2 separate regions of the Capsicum annuum genome follow, and region 1 is linked to region 2. Evidence: chromatin contacts called from public Hi-C data. All regions are on one chromosome and are shown on one strand. Each heading gives the region's core, a stretch centred on a gene start, on an enhancer-like site or on the middle of the called end of the contact. The rest is flanking DNA. Distances are from core to core; before and after follow the strand shown.

Region 1 (3,616 bases), core at 499-2,998, 150 kb after region 2:
TAAAACTTTTCTTTATTAGCAGTCATCAGAATTAATGACAACTAATGTTTTTTTTTTCATTAGTTTAAGAATTCTAAATCAACTAAATTTATTTTAGAAGATTTGAAAAATTAGAAATAAATATAAAAAATATTAGAATAAGAAAAAGTTAAGAAGTATCAAAATTTTAAAAGTTTTAAGTACGTAATAAGAATGTAATCAATGATTTTATAAATATTTGACTTTAAAAAATTAGGAAAGATTTTAAATATAGAATAAAAAAAAGAAATATAACCGTACCACAAATATGATTTAAATTGATGCTTCTCTCTTAGCTTTTGGCAACAAGAGAATGAGGTACTGCATTACAAACACAAAAGTGATTAATCCATCAAATATTTGAAATTTCTAGTGATAAAATATATATGTTCTTATTCTAAAATATATATTTATATTTATATTAAAAGTGTGAATAATTTTTGAAAAATTATTCAAATTTTATATTTTATTTAAAATTTTCATAATAAATAAAATTATTTAATTTTAAATAATTAAACTTTACATATGCGAAAAACATGTGTAATTAATGTTGTAAAGTGAAAAGTAGAAGAAAGATGGAAAAAAAAAAGAGAAAATACATCAAATCACCTCCCAACTTGTCATCAAAACTTACTTTAGACTCTAAACTAATCGGATAATCATATACCCCCTTTAAGAACTCTGAACTGAATTAAATTCACCCCTTAACAGAGAGAGTGTATTCATTTTCCAAAAATCGTGTAAAAAAAGAGAAAGAAAATCTGAATTAATATAATCATACAGGTGTCGTTATTTTATTTGATAACATATAACTAATATATTTAATATTCTTTTATTTAGTATCTTACTTAATTTTTTTAAAACTTTTTATGTGGTCCCACTTTTTAATTTTTATTTTTAATTTGGTTGTCTTCTCCAACTTTTTTATTTGTCCATTGCGAGTTCTTAATCGAATCCAAACATTAGCAGAAGACAAGAATCAAGTAATCAAGTATTAATTTTCCATCAAATAAAGATAGACAATAGTATCCTATGCCAAAATTCGAGTTGGGTTAGAAAGATAAACAATTATTGCTCAACAAATCAAAATGCAATTTCACAACATCAAAAAGAATGATAGTGAGACTATTGAATCTGTGTGAAAAATCTAAAATCCACAGCCAATTCACTAACAAAATACAATCTCATCGAAGTTTAAATTTTCATAAACCAAATTTCAAAAATTTAAGTTTAGAATTTAAAAAAAAAGTTCAACAAAAAAGAATAAGAAAGGGGGATGAGAGCTGGTGAAGCTCAATTTGGTGGTGGAAAAGTGGCTGGGGTGGGATGAGAAGATGAAGAATGGTGATGGGGTGAGGGCGCTGGAGAAGATGGAAAATGGTGCATAGTATGGGGGTGGGGTGCCGGAGAAGCTAAAGAATAAGGTTAGAAATAATTTTTTTTAATATATACATGCATATATATATATATATAATTTTTTTTAATAATTTTCAAATCTATATATATATAATTGGTTTGAAAATTATTAAAAAAAAATTATTGACGTGACTCTAATATGACGAGAGTGTATTACACTCTCTGTAATGAAAGTGGTATAACATTTTTGGATGGTATAAAATTCAGTTTAAAGTTTTTTAAGGGGTATATAATTAGACGATTAGTTTAGAATTTAAAGTAAGTTTTGACAATAAATTGAGGATGATTTGATTTATTTTTTAAAAAAGAAACCTATAACCATTTGGACATGTATGGATGAGAAGGGGTGGTAGGGGGTTTCCAGATGTTTCCACATGGTGACTCTATCACCTCTCTGGATTTTTTTTTACACTTCCATGTGTTTGCACCATCAGTTTATTTTACGTACTCACCAAATATATCCCACATTTTAATTTTGTCATAAGGCTCATTGACTAACCCCTCTTTTTTAGTACCCATAATTTTAGGGCGTGTCTTTTTTAACTAATCACCACTAATCACCCCTCACTTCTCTCTCATTCCTTCTACCTGGTAAATTTCTTTTCCCTTTTTAATCTCTTCTTTTTCCTTTCTAAATCTTCAATTCTCAGCTTTTTCATGAAATGGTAGTTCTAAATTTTGTGTTTTTCTTTTGTTATTCTTTGTTTGACTTACATTTATGAGCTTTTTTATTGAAAGGGTAATTGTAATTTCTTGAAAAGCATAGTCTTGATGTGTTTTGATATGTGAATTGTGTTAAGAATCTATAGGTGATTCTAAATTTTTGAAAAAGGCAATATTTTTATGTATTTGAACATGGGATTCTGTTAGAATTTGTGGGTTTTAGTTTTTTTCTAATGTATTTGTGTTCATGGTCTGTTTAGGGATATCGGTTTGCTTCAATATTGAATTTCTATGATTATAATTGCTCTTTGATAGCTATTGTGCACGAAGAAGGTGTTTATTAAAGCTCCTAAGAGGGTTCAAATTCTTATTCGAGAAGTCCCTCTTGTTATACACAATTCTTGAATTTATATTTAGATGAAATATAATCATAATTGCTAAATTTGATAGCTATTGTGCACAAAGAAAGTATTTTGTGAAAGCTCCTATGCCGGCACAAATTCTCGTTCGATAAGTCCCTCTTATTATAGACAATTCTTGAATATGTGACAAGTGAGGCATGTGATAGTTTTATCAATAGGGAAACTAATTATTTACTAGTTGTAAGAGTGTTGTCAAAATTAAAAGCATAAGAAAGTGTCGAAAGCTTGTTGTGTTTTTAAGTGTTATTGAAGTGTGTTTCATAATTATATGGGCAATGAAGAAAAATAATTTCATCAATGCACAAGCACGAATGTGTAATGCAAGAAAAAGTGAAGTGAAATATGTCAAATAGAGTATGTAAAGTAAGTTCAAAACCATTTAATGCTGATGTAGTTTGAAGATTCAGTTTTAAATTTCTACTTCACTTTAGATGATTAATCTTGTATTAAATTTTTAAATTTCTTTTCCTGATAACTATTAAATTTATTCATGGTGTTGTTTAGACAACTGATGTCACTTTGCCAAGATGTATATATATAGTCTAGTGCTACTATTTTCAAGGTAGGGGTTTGTGGGTGATGAAGCACACACCTTAGTGAAACGAACCTGCACTAAAGTGCTGCTTAAGAGAGGTGAAGCACTCGGTTTGAAATTCACGTAGCTTCAATGACTAACCACTCCTCAAATGAACTTCTAACAATGTTGTATTTGGAGCATTTTTTTTTGTTTTTTGGGGGGGGGGGGGGGGGGGGGGGGGGGGGGAGGACCGAGGTGCCTTTTTCCTATTTAACTAAGCCTTGGTGGTGGGTAGGTTTACCTGCTCGCTACATTGGTGGAAGGTAGTAGGTACTCATGTAATAGTCGATGTGTGAGCAAATTGGTTCAAACACGACTAGTTCAAAAGAAAAAAAAGAACCACAGTGAAGATAAAATGGTGTCTTTTTTCTTCTATGTCAGTCGGTGATGTCTGGCGAGGTTCCTCTTAGTTCTAGTAACTTACGTACTTCATTTACTAGTGGAAGCACTCTGCATTTTTGTGTGGGTTTTCGTTGGGCCATGGGATGCTATGAATGTGATAGTTATCTTGATTTCTTGC
Region 2 (3,470 bases), core at 553-3,052:
CTCTGTTTGCTTCCGTTAAAACTTGAACTCCTAATCTCTCATGAATTTACATATTTCATCGACCACTAATTCACATCCTCAGATCGTGGCAATTCCAATTAGATTAACATCACAATGTAAATACTCAGGAAAGTCATCAATTTTAGGTAAGAACAAGTATTAAAGAACCTGATAAAGATGGGAAACAATTACAAAGAAATCAATACAAAACTATTTAACAAAAAAATAAAGAAGTTAATCAACCACCCTACAAAAGGCTATTACTCTAGTCTTGATTACCATTTTTATTGACAAAACATCATTGGTTGAACTAGACAGGTTGTTAGAATTTAAGAACCTATATACATACCAGTTTCAAACTACCCTCATCATAATTGAAACAAACTACTTGATATTTTTAATTTTAACAACGGAAAAGGGTCAGAAATACCCTTCAAGTATTGAAAATGGGTTAAGAATACCCTTCGTTTATTTATTGGGTCAAATATATCCTTCCATCCACCTTTTTGGGTCAAATATACCCTTATAACCAACAGAATTTTTTTAAACCATAATTAGAAATTCTATTAAACACGTGGCACCTTTCTATTGGTTATAAATTAAATTAAATTCGAATTCAATTAAAATACCTACCCATAGAGAGTTTGCGTGCCGCTATTGACAATATTTGAAAGACTGTTGGTTTAAAATCATACTCCCTCCATTTATTATTTTATCCTTACCCCAACAATAAATTAAGCTTTATTTAATAACAAGACGAAAATATTTTTTTAAAAAAAAATCAATAAAAAAGGTAAAAATAAGATAAAAATAATTACTAATTTTATTCTGATTTTATAAAATGACAAATATATTAAAAACATACTTACAGTAACTTTGACAATTAGTAATATGAGACGAAGGAAGTATTATTTAAAAGAATGATAAAATTGTTGTTATCTATTTAATCAGAAGAATACAACTATACTATTCGAGAACCAGACAGTTACATCACATAAATACATTCACTTTCCATTTAATAGAGAGACAAGCACTTCACGAAAAAGAAAGTCCTATTTGTTTGTTTCTTGCTTGATACATGCAACATATATTTGGTTCAGTGCCTCAATAAAAGCTTGTATTATTCTAATTTATTCTAATCATATTTTCATGTCCTTAGAAAGCAAGGCTCATCGAATGAGATTCAAGATGCGAAATTAACAAGCCTACTAGAAAGTCGAATTAATAATTTCCGATCGAGTGATTTCAATTGGAGATGAAATTGCACTTATATGTTTATTAATTGAACGAGATTCAAGATACAGAACTAACAAGCCTACTAGAAAGTCAAATTAATAATTTTTGATCGAGTGATTTCAATTGAAGATGAAATTGTATGTATGTGTTTATTAATTGAACGCGATTCAAGCTAGAAAAATGATTGAATTTGCTAGTGGTTTGAAAAAAAGAACGTTGAATCATGAAAATTGAATGAGAATATATTAATAACACCACGCAAACTCTTCATGGGTCAGCATTTTAATTGAATTTGAATTTAATATTTTAATTAATTTAATTTACAACCAATAGAAAGGTGCCATGTATTTAATAGAATTTCTAATTATGATTTAAAAAAATTCCATTAATTATAAAGGTATATTTAACCCAAAAAGATAAATGGAGGGATATTTTTGACCCAATAAATAAACAAAGGATATTCTTAACCCATTTTCAATTGAAAGGATATTTTGACACTTTTCCGTTTTAACAATACATACATACACATAACCCCCATACCCTACGCACCCCACCTCCCCTGGCCTACCCCTCTTCAAGAATATTGGGGTAGAAATATGTGTAACTTCCAAAAACGGTACCTGCTGTCCTTAGAATAGTGCAAGTGAAGTCTATTCTTGCTATGGCCCATATGGACTTAAGTATCTTCATATCTTGTTCATGATGTTATATCTCCAAGAATCATGTTGTTCAAGTTCTACTGTTTCTATCTCATGTTCTTCAAGATTTTCATTATTTTGTCATCTTCTGGCTTTGTTGCTCTTTCAGAATCAGAGTCAGAGTCATGTTTTGTGCACCAATATTTTAGACAAACTCATAGGAAATTTGAGCAGAAAACCAACAAGTTTTGGGAGTATGATGAGCAATCCTACAGTTGGTTGCAAGTGGGTTTGCCTTATGATTTAGTTTCTTGTTTCAATGATAACTGTACAAAAGTCAATAGAATTGATCAGACTTATCAAGAACCTGAACAAAGGGAGATATCTACTAAACTTAAGGAAGAGGAAAATTCTTATTCATATCTCCCTTTGAGAAAAAGAGTTTCTTTGACTAAAATGTCTGAAACATCCATTTGGATTACTGGTGTAAGTGGATCGATCTACGAAAGATTTTGGAATGGATTACAGTGGGTGATAGCACCTCATGACTTGCCAATATCAGCAGGATATGCACTTTGTGTTTTCATTGTCAATCAGACAATTCTTGCTCTATCAGAATCAGGATATCTCTATCAGGTAACCTTTGAACATTCAAATGAACATATAAGGTAATCACTAATCATTTAACTATCTGATAAAAAGTGGAGCCTTGGAGCAACAGTAAATTTTCTCCATGTGACCTATCGGTCACGTGTAGCAGCCACTAATGCTTGCATTAGCGTAGGCTGTTGATATCATACCCTTGGGTGCGGCCCTTCCAGGCTCACATGGGATGCTTTGTGCACCGGGATGCCCTTTATTCAACTACCTGATACATTTTAGTGAATATAGGATCATAATTCTCTTTTATAATATTGGAATTAGATGGGATTAAATGGGGCGACATGGACAGTGAGAATGCAAACTGACACCAATTTGCTTGGGATTGAGGCGTAATAGCTGTGCTGACGTTGTAATAATAACAGTAGCGTCAGATTAAAAGTCTCAATCAATATTTTCTGTATGTCTTCATTTGGTGTAAATTTTAGTGAATATCAGATTTTGAGTCTTCTTTGTAACTTAGGATTGTCCGGTTTAAATGGAGCGACATGGATAACAAGGATTCACATAGTTCACACCTTGCTTGGAATTGAAGCGCACTCGTTGTTATTGTTGTTGTAGCAGATTATAATTATCAATAGAAATTGTTTAATCACCTTTGGTGTAAAAAGAGTAATCTATGTTCTTCACGCAGTTGCAGCTAAGTGATGATCAGCCAGTTTGGATAAATGTTACACCAGCAAGTGATCATAAAACAAATAAAGAAACAGAACAAAGTTCTGTAGTTCAAATTGTATCAGGAGTTGTAACCAGTGATAGGAAGTGAGTATGGTATATTATATTTGATTGACTATTTCAATTTTAAGGATTTTATTGAGGAAAAACAAAGTTAAATTATGTTACTGCAGATAGTTGTTCCTTGTCTGAGCTCCAGTCTAAGCTAATAACACCTTGAATTTGTTCATCAACATCAGGAGAATATATTTCTGCACAATG

What was found. Hi-C and Micro-C count contacts between places; a contact is called where the count stands out from the background.
Region 1: a contact with region 2 is called in a Hi-C map of placenta, with 2.6 times the contacts expected there. The contact joins the promoter of LOC107847808 here to the promoter of LOC107847923 in region 2. A contact is called at or near these places in 2 of 5 Hi-C or Micro-C datasets (leaf and placenta).

The regions. Positions count from the first base shown.
Region 1 is chr11:192,157,091-192,160,706 of UCD10Xv1.1, forward strand. LOC107847808 (nuclear transcription factor Y subunit A-1) reads left to right here and starts at 1,749. Exons shown (of 6, transcript XM_016692307.2): 1 at 1,749-2,025.
Region 2 is chr11:192,005,386-192,008,855 of UCD10Xv1.1, forward strand. It overlaps LOC107847923, which reads left to right and starts at 1,803. Exons shown (of 9, transcript XM_047399168.1): 1 at 1,803-2,510; 2 at 3,169-3,296; 3 at 3,449-3,470. The coding sequence starts at 1,959.